Regions from separate parts of the Mus musculus genome. Here regions 1 and 3 are each linked to region 2. The links are chromatin contacts, called in public HiChIP or PLAC-seq maps. All regions are on one chromosome and are shown on one strand. Each heading gives the region's core, a stretch centred on a gene start, on an enhancer-like site or on the middle of the called end of the contact. The rest is flanking DNA. Distances are from core to core; before and after follow the strand shown. Region 1 overlaps Esyt2 (extended synaptotagmin-like protein 2). Region 2 holds the start of Ncapg2 (non-SMC condensin II complex, subunit G2). Region 3 overlaps Esyt2 (extended synaptotagmin-like protein 2).

Region 1 (4,339 bases), core at 625-3,124, 91 kb before region 2:
AGTCCTTGAGTCAGACCTTTGCAGTTTGCAGTAACATAGGAAAGTCAAATTTTTACCTTAACTCTGTTAGCCCCACTTTGTGAGAATATAATAGAGTGATTGTGGTCGCCTATGGTCTCAGGTAAAAAACTGAGAGAGGCTAATGCAGTTTCATATGCCTTAAGGAAATTTCTCCTAAGTAGCTAAGCACCTAGGAGAGAATTTTGAATGTTCTGGTTTGGAAGCAGCCTGAGAAGTATTTAGTGTGTCAGGTTACATGCTTATAATGACCAAAGTCTACATTATTATGACACAAACCACTAACAAAATTATAACCTTGTGGATTAAAAAAAAAACAATTTTATTTGTTTATTTTATATGTATAGGCATTCTGTCGACTTGAGTGTTTGCTGTTTTTCTCCAGGCCCTAGATCTCTGTTCATTTTCCTGTCTGGTACAGCCCACAGGACATACAGAGATGCACATGGCTTCTTGTATCTTTTGCACATGGAAAGCACAGGGGAGAGAACTGTAGATGTTAGATGAGATGTCTCTCTCTCTCTCTCTCTCTCTCTCTCTCTCTCTCTCTCTCTCTCTCTCTCTCTCTCTCTCTCTCTCTCTCTCTCTCTCTCTTTGGTTTTTCGAGACAGGGTTTCTCTGTGTAGCCCTGGCTGTCCTGGAACTCACTCTGTAGACCAGGCTGGTCTTGAACTCAGAAATCCACCTGCCTCTGCCTCCCAAGTGCTGGGATTAACGGCGTGCGCCACCACCGCCCGACTTAAAAATTCTCTTCCTTCCTTCTCCAGGTCAGCCACAGAGACTTAGAATTCTCATTCTAATCTATTCTCCTTTCTTCCCTCTCCCCTCTGTTTGGTCTGATATAACAAATATTTTAATTTTTGAACCCTTTTCTTACACTCATATTCAGTAGAATACTTTACCTCAGGTCACCAAATGAGGTGGGTAGAGAGGTTTCCTATAGCCAAGAAGTTCTCCAGCAGGCACTGTCTGGGTATCCTATACTTCAGTTTGTTTCTGACATTGTCTACATGAAGTTAGTGTTGGGTGTTACAAACTAAGAACTACATCCCACAATTCTCTTCCCCATTTAGGAGCCAGTTGCATGTAGTAACTTGTCATGTGTGTTTGATGTGAATGTATGTCATGGGTTCCTACAATTCCTATGTTGATTCTATTAATTTGTTAGGATGTCTTATAGAACTTAGAAATATGTTTACTGCTTTATTGTCAGGGCTATTACAAAGCATATAGATAACCAATCAGATGAAGAGAAACATAGGGGACAGTCTGGAAGGGAACACAGAACTTCACTGTCCCCTCCAGGAAAACCCACATGTTGTGCAGCCTGGAATCTTTACAACCCTGTCCTTTTGTTTTGTTAAATAGCTTAAAAGGATGTTTCATTAAATAGTTGTAATTGATTAAATCATATTCCATTAGTGATTGGCTCAACCTCTACCCACTTCCCCCAGTAGAGTAAAGGGGGAAGTTCTTCCCTTATTTCATCTAACCCTATCCTGAAACCATGAGTCCAGCAAGAGTCACCTGATTGGAAGAAGGGATGTACCTGTCTGTCAGGAAATTCAAGAGTATTTAGGAGTTTTAAGTGTGAAACCCGGGGTCAAAGGTCAAATTTAAAACAAAAGGTTCTGGGGACAGAATCTGTACATTTTATCTCAGTAAAATGGGAGGCAGAGACAGGCATATCTCTGTGAGTTCAAGAACAGGTTGGTCTTGACAATGAGCAGCTATCAGCCAGGGACCCACTGTGTCAAAAAATAAAAATGAAACAAAAGATTCCCTAGTTACAACTCCTTACCAGTGGTGCACCTCGACTTACCTTCAGCAGCCTCTACCCACCCAGACACTGCCAGGATGTTGACTTCCTGCTACTACAGATTCAGTCAGCATTATTCAGTCTGAAGTAAAGTTGAGTTCATTAAGTAGAGGAGAGTACACATTAGAGTGCAGGCATCAAATTCATACACCCAAGAGTATAAGCAGTAAGAAGGTTGGAATGTATAGCTTTGTAACAAATTTAAAGATTAAATAAAGTTTAAAATTTAAGTTTAAGCTACGTTTACTTCTCTTATCTAAAGAATTTTCTTTGCTTTCAAGAGCGGCTTTAAGGTGGTTTACAAGGCATATTATTTAGTAGGTTTACAGATGAAAAAGGAGTTCTAAAATTTTGAAAGTCAAAGGTTACAAAGGTTTGTGTTATGTTTTGAATATAAGATTGCTTCTTGTGGTAGAGTCAGACTTGCAAGCAGTAGTTTCATTGGTTCTGTGTAAATTCTTGACTCTAAACAGATGAATTAATTACTCAAACATGATTCAGGTTGAAGTGAGGGCTCTTTTCATTCTCATGTCCCTTTAATTTTTTTCTTTGCTTTCTATCCTGTTTCACTAGTATCCTTGTCTACAAAGGGCTTTAGGAGCTACATGCTGTCTAGTTGTGGAATGTTAGGGAACCATCCAGGTAAGATCAGATCCCTAAACAGTGCTCTTCCTTCTCTAACACAAGTCTCTAAATGATGAATATATGAGTTCTTAAGGTAGAGCATGGTTCAGCATGTGGGCAGGAAAAACACTGGGGAAAGTCAGGGTTCACAAGTGTCCACATTTTCTTTTGTTTTCTTTTTCTTCCCTTGTTGATTTGAGACAGTATCTCCTTCGTAACCCAGGCTTATCCCTTCTTGCCTCCTTTAGTGCTAGGATTGTAGATGTATGCCAACACCTAGCTTGCAATATTTCTTGATCTTAAAGTAATGATTAGCAAATTAATTTTTTGGTTGTCACAAAGAGTTAAACTGTAACAACAGAAAAGAAAATCAAAATTCGGGTTTTTTTTTTTTTGTTCCTGGTTCAGTACATATTTTTTGTGTTCTATGCATATATTTACATATATTTATGTATTTACATATTTATACATATGTACAGAGACACAAATATAAACACATATATGTCTATGCAAACAATATTTTAAGATTCCATGGTCCCTATTAACCCCTTTTTATTGGTTGGAGATCTGACTGTAGCTTGTATTACAGGACGTAGTCCTCCTTAAACTTTTTGAAGACATTATTGGAATCTGGAAGTTCATTTGATGGTATTTACAAATAAGATGTAGTGTAATGTACTGTGTGTCATGTTGTGACAAATGTTGACTTACAGAGAGTTGCAGCACCTCAGTGGAGGACTGTTGGTCTTTAGGTGGTAAAGTGTTGTGTGAAGCTGACCAAAGCTAAAGTGAGCTGGTTCTTAGGGAAGGGCTGTCAGGAGAAGAAGGTGGGGAAGAGCATCATTCCATGTCCACAGCCATGGCTGCTCTGGCTGTAGTCAACAGGATATATAAAGGTGGGTCTTTGAGCTGTGACCCAGAGAAAATGTGACTGCACTGCCTTTGAAGCTCAAGCTAAGGAAGTTAAAATTATTTGATAAACACTCAGGCATCAAAGTCTTCAGTAAGGTGACTTGAAAAGGAAGTTCCTGTTTTCTAGAATAGTGCTCTGTTAGCTAAATTTAGTAGTTGGGAGGCCAGGCAAGGAGAGGCCTTTTGGGGAAGCAGGTGAGAACAATCAGACATCAAAGGGCAAGAATATTCAGGAGTTAGGCCCTACAGAAACGGCACTGCGGTATTCACTCTGAAATTACAGAAAGTATGGTACATCTGCGCTGCAGAAGTTTCCATGACAGTGAACAGAAGATACCCAATACTTGCCTTTTGATCTATCTGTTGCCTCCAGTGGTTGGTTGATTTAGAGGGAAAATGTAGACTGGGAGAGAGCCTCACAATAAATTAGAAGGATCTAAATACCTGCTTTAATGCTCTGCCTGCCACTCACTGTCCCAATCCTGATTTGACTACTAAACTACTTCAAAGTAATACAAAGAAATGACAGTGTACTGATAGCAAATGAATTAATTTTGTGAGCTGATTTGATAAATCTAACAAGACTGTCTGCTCACCTCATTGTAACCATGAACTTTCTTTCATCCTGTCCCTTAGGGAAAATGGTTGACTTGGGTTAAAATTTGCCCCTTTGATGACAGAGCATAGCATCAAGAGTTAAGCAAACATGTACAACAGTCCGCCGACTGACCCTTTAGCTCATTGAATGTTGTCTTCCCCAACTTCTAAGTCATTGTCTCAATTTTGGAAGGCTTTTGTACCCCACCCCACCCCAATGCATTTATGCTTATCTAATTTAGAAATAACAGTTTCTACTCACTCTAGCATGTTTCGTGGTTCAAGCAGATATTCTTCATATTATGGGATTCAAGGGAAATAAAGCCTACTTGTGCTTGTGTGTAGACACAAAGGAAAGCCATAACATCA
Region 2 (3,848 bases), core at 124-2,623:
GGCCACAATAATAGGAGGCTGACCCTCCGCATAAGGACCACTTGCTGTGCTCTGGGCAGCAGTAGAATCCATAGCTTCTTACTAGATTAGGGGGAGTGCTTCTAGCAGCTGGAATTATCTGTTTGAGGCAGAAGGCTAGGTCTGGCCACCATGTCCCTGGCGGCGCTGTTTTGGAGGTGGTAAACAAGACCTGATCCGAATCAGGACCGAGAACTTGCCAAGTTAGAGTCAGAGGCTGGTGTGGGTTGTGGTTCTTTAGGCCCAGGGTGACTCCTGTGACCCAAGCGAAGCTTAAGAGGATTGTCAGTGGCTGCCACCATCCAGTTGTCTTCATCTTGGCTGGGTGCCTTTTTGACGTGGGAGGCATGGATCCAAGCAGCGATCCCGTCTACTTTTACTGCCGTGGGGGTGGTCAACAGCACCAGATACGGTCCTTTCCACCGGGGCTCAAGCGTGCCAGTGCGATGTCGTCTGACCAAGACTGAGTCTCCAACCTGGAACCCGTGAGGCACTGCTATGGTTCCCGGAGTGTAGGCTTCTCTGATCTGGTTGCAGATCTGTGTTTTAACAACCTCTAGGGCCTTTAGGTGAGCAAAAAGAGCAGAGGGTGAGGATGAGTCAGTGCCAAGATCCAATATCCCACCTGACTCAGTTAAGGGAGGCGGTCCCCCAAAGAGAATCTCATAAGGGGTAAGACCGAAATGTCCAGGAGTGTTTCGGACCCTGAGGAGCGCAAAGGGAAGGAGAGTCACCCAGTCCTTTCCGCCGGTCTCCATGACTAATTTAGTAAGGGTCTCTTTTAAAGTCCTACTCATTCTTTCTACCTGTCCTGAGCTCTGGGGCCTATAAGCACACTTAGAAACTTCCAATTAGTCCCCAATTGTGTGGCCAATTCCTGACTTACCTGGGCAACAAATGCGGGCCCATTGTCTGAGCCGATTACCTTAGGGATCCCGAACCGAGGCAGGATTTCTTCAAGAATCTTCTTGGTTACCACTTGAGCAGTCTCGGACTTGCTCTCCCTCCTCCGTCTGATATCAGCGTGACGTCTCACCGAGCAGCTGGCAAGGAACACAGAAGCAACAGCAGCGCTCCCAAGGAAGGTGGGTGTGTGTGGGCGGAGGGCGGGAAACACAGCCAGCAGCTCTGCGCCTGCGCATCCCGTGAGCGCGCTAAAGAGACTCCCGCCAGAGGCTCTGAGTCACGCCCAGGAGGCGGTGCTTGGGCCTTGGGGGCGGAGCCTGGCTGCAGAGCTGTGGGGGATATGGGCGTGGCCGGGACGGCGTCAGATCTCGTGAGAGCGGCGACTGGTGACGGGGTGGAGGGCGGGAGCGTCCGGGGTATACGCGGGTGTGTTTGAATCTGGTCCGAGCGCGGGAAACTATGGGTCTGTGGTGAGGTGAGCGCCGCGCGGTGAGTTGGGTGGGAGGTGAGTAGGACTCGGCGGCCGGCGACCGCGGCTGGGCGGCGGACACCGTCGCGGGTCTCACGTCCGCGGCCGCCATCGGTTTCGAGCGCTTGTGGAGCGGGAGGTGCTGCGGGAGGGCAGAGCGGGATCCCCCGGCTGACTGGGAAGGATCCCAGACCGAGAAGCGGGGCTCGCCAGGGAGGATCTCAGCCTGGAACCCGGGTTCACTAGGTAGGACCTCAGACTAGGACGACCCCGGGAGAGGGCCCGAGTGTGACTGGCGAGGACTCCGGAAAATGACCTGCGCACAGTAGGGAGGCTCTCAGGCAAGGACCTGATGCAGACTACGGAGGACCGGGGACGCAGACCTGAGTCTGACTAGAGAAGACCCCTGAGAAGGAGCCTGGGTGAGTAGGTAGTACCAAAGACCTGCACCCGGGTTGACTAGCGAGAACCCCAGCCCTGACCAGAGAATGACATGGAAGATCCTGGCACGGGGCTGGGGAGCTGACTAGGGAGGACAGCAGTGTTGACACTTAACTGGGGCCTGACGTGGTGGTGAAGACGCTGGATTTATTCTTGCACTGACATAAGGGAGGAACCCGAACCTATACCTAGGACTGATCTAGGGAGCAACTTAGTTATGAACTAAGGAAAGAGAAAAATCAAGATACGGAGTCACGGTTTGTAAGTAGCATATGTAGACATTATATGGCATACTAAGTTGCCAAAGACATGTACTTAAGTAAACAAAGTGACCATAATTAGTAAAGTGGTGATACTGGCAACCCACCTTTCCCTCTCCATTTTATTCATCACAAAAAAGTTATGGTTCACAATTCAGCCATTTGAATCGGGGAATGAAGTGGCTATATTTAAAATTTACTAATATGAGGAGTTGTCAAATTGAGGTTATTTTCTACTTTTATTCAATTTAGAATAGGAATGCATATTTATTGTGATTCACACTCTATAATTAATGCCAATAATTCTCCATATTGCTGTATTTCTAAAGGTATGAGAGATTTTCAAATTTATTCTTAAGATGAGAAGACCTGTTGCAAATATCATTTGTTGTAACTGTATTGTTAGGTTTTTGTTTTGAGTATGTCATCGTAGCACCAGGTGTAAAGGTAAAATAGGATGGCATTTTACCTGGGAGATCACATGTAGGAAGAAGAATGAGCAAGGTCCCCAGAGCTCTCATTATCCTGTAGGTGTGCAGAGGAGGGGAGGGTGCTGGAGTGGGGCACAGATGCACTGCCTAACAAGCTCCCAGGTGACCTCAGGGCTGTTTTTGTGGTTTTACTTCCAAGTCTCTCTCTTGAAAAACAAGAGAGAATTGTTGGGTGGGATCTTCTTGGAGGAATGGGACTTTAGAAGTGGAGTCTGCAGAATTCAGATGTGGAGATGAGCCTGACCCTATTGCATAAGTCAGGTCTTTCTTCCCAAGCCAGCATCTAAAAGGCTAAACGTAAGAGAAAGTAAGATTCCTGAGGCAGTTTTAATTTCTTGTTGCTTTCATTGTAGTTACATTGATAATTGGTGATCACATAGATGTTTTGTTTATAACATCATCAGATTTTTTTTCAGATTATTGCAGTTTTGTATCATAGTGTTATAAACTGTCTTCTGTAGTGGTATAAAGTTTCTTGAATGTTTGTATTAAATTAAAACTTACGGGACATTTTGCACATTTACGTTTTGGTCTGATTGTATCTTACTAGGGTTGTAAGGCTCCCTTAGAACAGTCACATCCGTCATGGAAAAACGTGAGGCGTTCATCCAAGCAGTATCTAAGGAGTTGGTTGAAGAGTTTCTGCAGTTTCTTCAACTTGATGTAAGTTATGTGTTTTACTTTTATTGTAGTTTGACCCTGGATGTTCTAAAATCGTGTCACCGAGTAAAATACAGTTCTCTCAATGAATGTTTATTTTTAAAAAGCTAGGTAAATTCTTTAGAATGAAATGGGGCTGAGTTAAAAAGTAGAAGATAAACAGAAGTTATCCAAAGAGCCCATGGATCAGAAGGAACTCCCTAAGACTAGGAGAAGGCTGGCTGTGTTTTAACCTGAAGAGTTTTGGCAGGTCCAGAGTGCAGTGATGGATACAATGGAAAAAGTAGGGATGATGAAAAGCTGAGTTACTTTTATGTTGCTGGGATAAAACACCATGATCAAAAGCAACTTAACAAAAAGACCTTATTTTTGGCTGATGGTTCCAGAGGACTAAGCCCATCATGATGGGTAGGCATGCCAGCGGGAGCAGGAGGCTGAGAGCTCATATTCTCAACTGCAAGCATATGCATAACAAACTTTAAGACATTAGCACTATAAACCTCCCCAAACAGTGCCACCAACTGGGAACCAACTGTTCAAATACTGGAGACTGTAGAGAGCATTTCTCATGCATATGACTGCAGAACTTTTAGAAAGTTCAGA
Region 3 (4,019 bases), core at 906-3,405, 71 kb before region 2:
CAGGCTGGTTGCTGTTGTAGCTGTCAGGGTTTGTAGCTGGATGAGGCTGATGATTAGTCTTCTCTTGTGGCTCGTTACAGGACCTTTTTCTAGTTGGGCACCAGTTTGAACTCTCCATGTTCAAGGATGTAAATAAGTGATATTTTCAGCCATAAGCTCTTGCCTTCATAATGAAACTACATAATGTCCTTTTAAATCTTTTGCCCTGTGGGTGTCCAGGTGTTTTGGGGTTTTGTTTGTTTGTCTGGGTTTTTTGGCTTGTTTGTTTTGTTTTGTTTTGTTTTGTTTTGTTTGAGACCTAGTTTCTCTGTGTAGCCTTGACTGTTCTGGAACTCACTCTAAAGACCAGGCTGACCTCGAATCAGAGATCCACCTGCCTTTGTTTTCAAGTGCTGTGACAAAAGTATGTGCCACCAGGCTCCACAATCTAGGTTTTCTAGTAAGATCAGAATAGTTTGCTGAGATAAGGAAATCCTGCTCCGTCTTAAGTGCTAAAGGGATTATTTGACCTAATGATAGAAGGGAAAAGAGAACGGAGCCTGTTAGTCACGGTGCTTATCAGTTACTTGAGTGACTGATGCAGAGCCAGATGCTTTGGAATTCATGGCTTTCCCCGCTCTATAGTCCTGATCATGAAACTAGTGATTTGTGATTTGTTTGATTGATGTGTTTGTTTGTTTATTTGGTTTTTCGAGGCAGGGTTTTTCTGTGTAGCCCTGGCTGTCCTAGAACTCACTCTGTAGACCAGGCTGGCCTTGAACTCAGAAATTTGCCTGCCTCTGCCTCCCAGGTGCTGGGATTAAAAGCGTGTGCCACCACGCCCGGCTTGATGTGTTCTAAAATTGGTTTCTTCTTTTGGAACCATAAGATCTCAGTTGGAGAGGTGGGTGCTTTGGAGACTGAGACTGTACAATTTCACTTAACATGTCCTCGATAAGTAATAAACACTGAGTATTTTAATGTGCACAGTATCCATTTTAGTAGAGAAAAATCAGTATTTACAACCAGTAGTTTTAACTGCTATGTCTACTTAATAGAATTATGTAAGAATTACTGAGATGACTATAAATATCCAATGAATAGACAGAACATGTTCTATTCATAGGAATATGCAAGTAAAAAATTCAAAGTAAAGTACCGTTGTTCAACTACCAACTAGGGTGAGTTTTAATATTTCTTTCTGGTAACAACATGGAGAAGAAATGTTTCTATCCAATACTTTTGTTAGTAACAGAACTTTAAGTAGTGATTTGGGGGATCACTAGGTACTGATACTGAAAATGAACATATAATCTTTAGCATCATGCTCCACTTGAAAATTTTTGCTTTTGATGGTATTCATGTGGAGTTTTCTTTTTGTACTATGGATCTTGGGGATTGAATCTAGATCATCAGGTGAGTGTGTCAAGCACTTTTACCTGCTGGGTTATCTTGCTGACTCATACCCCCATTTTTGAAAGTTAGGCTGTATGTGTATATATAAACATGTATATTCATGCTGGACATGATGACATACATCTTTAATCCCAGCACTTGGGAGTCAGAGACAGGCAGTCTCTGCGTCTGAGGGCAGCCTGGTTTTCATGAGTTCCAGGCCAGTTGAGAGTATATAAACAAATAATAAAACAAAGGATAATCACTGAATTGTTAACTGTGATAAAGGAGAAATTGAAGTATGTTTTTAGTAGAGAAAACTATGGCCTTATCATAAAATAAGAAGTGGGCCAGTCTTCATATGCAGTGACAGCATCTGTCTTTGATAGAATACACGTTGGGGAAAGGTGTCGCAGTTCTTATCATACTTATTTCACGTACACAAGCCTGTTTGGATTGGCTATGTTGTATGGAAACTGTTTTGATATTTAATACTTTTTTTCCTTTTTAAAACAGCTTTTAGAGATTAACTGGACAGGGCTGACTAACCTTCTGGACATCCCTGGACTGAAGTAAGTGTTGACCTGCGTGTAGTTGCTGCTGCGGTCTCTCCTAGCCGCTTCTGCCTTTTGTCTGTCACCTTCATTCTTGAGAGAGTAGGTAAACATGGAACCTGGATATGAAGTTTCTAACCACAGAAATGGAAGCTCTTCTCTATTCTGTAACCATTTAGTGAATACAAAACAAGGAAGTTTCCTCTTAACAGGCACTTGAGCCACCAACAGCATATTGTCCTGTGAAAGAGTTAGCTGAGTCACTGTCGTATGTCTGATATGGTAGACCAACACAGAGTACAGTCTCTCCATTACTACTTAGCGGGAAAATCTGAAGTTAGAGTCTTCAAAACCTTTTGATGTTTACATTATTCTGTTTGAAGGCTAACATGCATGGCTTATTAGCTTACTAGGTACATTTGCTTCTAGTGGATGTTTTATGACCTATAGATTTTTACCCTTAAGTAGCTTACAAATTAATTCCAAATCTTTGATTTCAGACTGCTTCCTATTTCTGTGTGCTTGTTTATGTCTCTGAAATGACTGCTAAAACAAGATTTTGCTCTATGATCAGTAAAAGACAGCAGCTTTAATAATCTCAGGCATAGTCACAAATAGAATATATTATGATTTATCAGGTTGAGAGAGAAGTTTTATTATCTTTAAAAAAAATCTGTGAACAGAAAAGTACAACTTCAAAAGATTTGTTGATGAATTTCTAGTTCATTAGAATCTTGTTTAGAAACAAAATACTGACTTAAATTGACACAGGTAATCTCTGAGCCACCCACTGAGATTCCCAAATGATACTTTTTCATTTTTAAATAATATTTTTAATATTCTGTGTAGAAATAGCATCTTTAAAATTCAGTGCTGTCACTCAGCAGAGAAATGGGTATTTCACACCTGCTCTGAGCCAACCACTGTTCTCACTTGAACATAGATGAGAATGGCATTCTCACGGGTTCTCCAAGAGAGCTTAACCTGCACTGGCTTTGCAGCTCATAGAACCTTCTTTGTGGGGTGTCGGGCTCAGGCAGATGTTGATGCCAAATGAGATGGGCTGTTCATGCAGTCTTACAGGTCTTCTTACGCTTGTCTTCAGATGGATTCTTGCTGTGTGCTGCAGCTGTTCTGCAAATGGCACAGTCTTTCCCGCTAGTTTTACAGAAACTCCAGGGTCACTTTATGTATCTACCTGCCTTTGATAAGTTCCTGTGATTTTTTTTTTCAAGTCAGGTTTTAGTTTTATATATGCTCTACAGAGAAACCAAGAAATATTTATTACTTGAACCCTCTCCCTTCCAGTGAATGATCCCCAAAAAGGGAGAACTTACACTGCAAGTGGCAGTGCTTGCTGGATTTTGTTAGCCAGAGGTGAGCAACAGGTACATGCAAAGGTTGCTATAGAAGCTGCTTTTACTGGTCTTTATTTAGCATTATAGGTGGACTGAAATAAGCAGGCTAATTGATTGTCTTGTCTGTAATTGTAAATGACATGAGTTCTGTACGTGTCAGTGTGGCTTAGAAGATGTGTCTTGTACCCTCACAAGAGTTCAGCCAATCAGAAACCATTTTATTTACTAAGGACCTTACCACAATCACTGTGAACACACTCAGGAGAATATGCACATGCTATTTGCACACTTAGCTGGTTTCATCTTACTCAGTGATTTATAATGTAAGCCCAGTCTTTTTCTATTTTATTATTGGTTAAATTATTTATTTACAGGAACATACACCTTGTTTGCAGTTTCCTCTCCCCTCTCTCCTCCTAGTCTTTCCCTTTCACCTCACCTTCCCCCATACACCCCTGCTTTCCTCCTCCTCAGAAAAGGGAAGGCCTCCCATGGATATCAACCAGCTTTGCATATAAAGTAAGATTAGGTGCATCTTTTTCTATTGAGGCTAGACAAGGCCTCTTAGGGGCAGGCAGTGTAGTCCAAAACAGCCCCTGCTCCCACTTTAGGAGTCCACATGTTACGTGTATGCAAAGGGCCCAGGCTGTCCCAGGCATGCTTTCTGCTTGGCAGTTCAGACTTTGTGGGCCCAGGTTAGTTGATTCCGTAGGTTTCTTGTTGTGTTCTTGAC

The links. HiChIP or PLAC-seq counts read pairs in DNA pulled down with a chosen protein or histone mark.
Region 1: an H3K27ac HiChIP or PLAC-seq map of thymic regulatory T cells shows a contact between it and region 2, with 2.8 times the contacts expected there. The contact joins the enhancer-like site here to the promoter of Ncapg2 in region 2. A contact is called at or near these places in 1 of 39 promoter capture datasets (the HPC-7 cell line), 1 of 15 datasets of contacts at CTCF or cohesin (the NIH/3T3 cell line), 1 of 484 Hi-C or Micro-C datasets (CD4 T cells), 5 of 115 datasets of contacts at active chromatin or transcription factors (the 230-238 cell line, the SCID.adh cell line, bone marrow-derived macrophages and 2 more) and 3 of 9 other capture datasets (adipose tissue, liver and pancreatic islet).
Region 3: a contact with region 2 is called in an H3K4me3 HiChIP or PLAC-seq map of bone marrow-derived macrophages, with 2.7 times the contacts expected there. The contact joins the enhancer-like site here to the promoter of Ncapg2 in region 2. A contact is called at or near these places in 1 of 39 promoter capture datasets (the HPC-7 cell line), 2 of 484 Hi-C or Micro-C datasets (nephron progenitors and neutrophils), 7 of 115 datasets of contacts at active chromatin or transcription factors (the 230-238 cell line, CD8 T cells, the SCID.adh cell line and 3 more) and 3 of 9 other capture datasets (adipose tissue, liver and pancreatic islet).

What each region holds. Positions count from the first base shown.
Region 1 is chr12:116,312,152-116,316,490 of GRCm38.p6, forward strand. The region is part of intron 1 of Esyt2 (extended synaptotagmin-like protein 2); the gene reads left to right. Among named protein-coding and RNA genes, the nearest start is that of Esyt2, 33 kb to the left of the region's middle. Within about 2 kb of position 1,875, at least 18 of the 459 cell types and tissues checked have an H3K27ac peak or open chromatin away from gene starts, as enhancers often do. A contact at or near this core is called in thymic regulatory T cells, where this site is marked.
Region 2 is chr12:116,404,063-116,407,910 of GRCm38.p6, forward strand. It overlaps Ncapg2 (non-SMC condensin II complex, subunit G2), which reads left to right and starts at 1,374. Exons shown (of 29, transcript NM_133762.4): 1 at 1,374-1,399; 2 at 1,640-1,815; 3 at 3,136-3,248. The coding sequence starts at 3,171. It overlaps D430020J02Rik (RIKEN cDNA D430020J02 gene), which reads right to left and starts at 1,099. Exons shown (of 2, transcript NR_028421.1): 1 at 905-1,099; 2 at 1-581.
Region 3 is chr12:116,332,311-116,336,329 of GRCm38.p6, forward strand. It overlaps Esyt2 (extended synaptotagmin-like protein 2), which reads left to right. Exons shown (of 22, transcript NM_028731.5): 7 at 1,891-1,946. Among named protein-coding and RNA genes, the nearest start is that of Esyt2, 53 kb to the left of the region's middle. Within about 2 kb of position 2,156, at least 10 of the 459 cell types and tissues checked have an H3K27ac peak or open chromatin away from gene starts, as enhancers often do. A contact at or near this core is called in the HPC-7 cell line and bone marrow-derived macrophages, where this site is marked.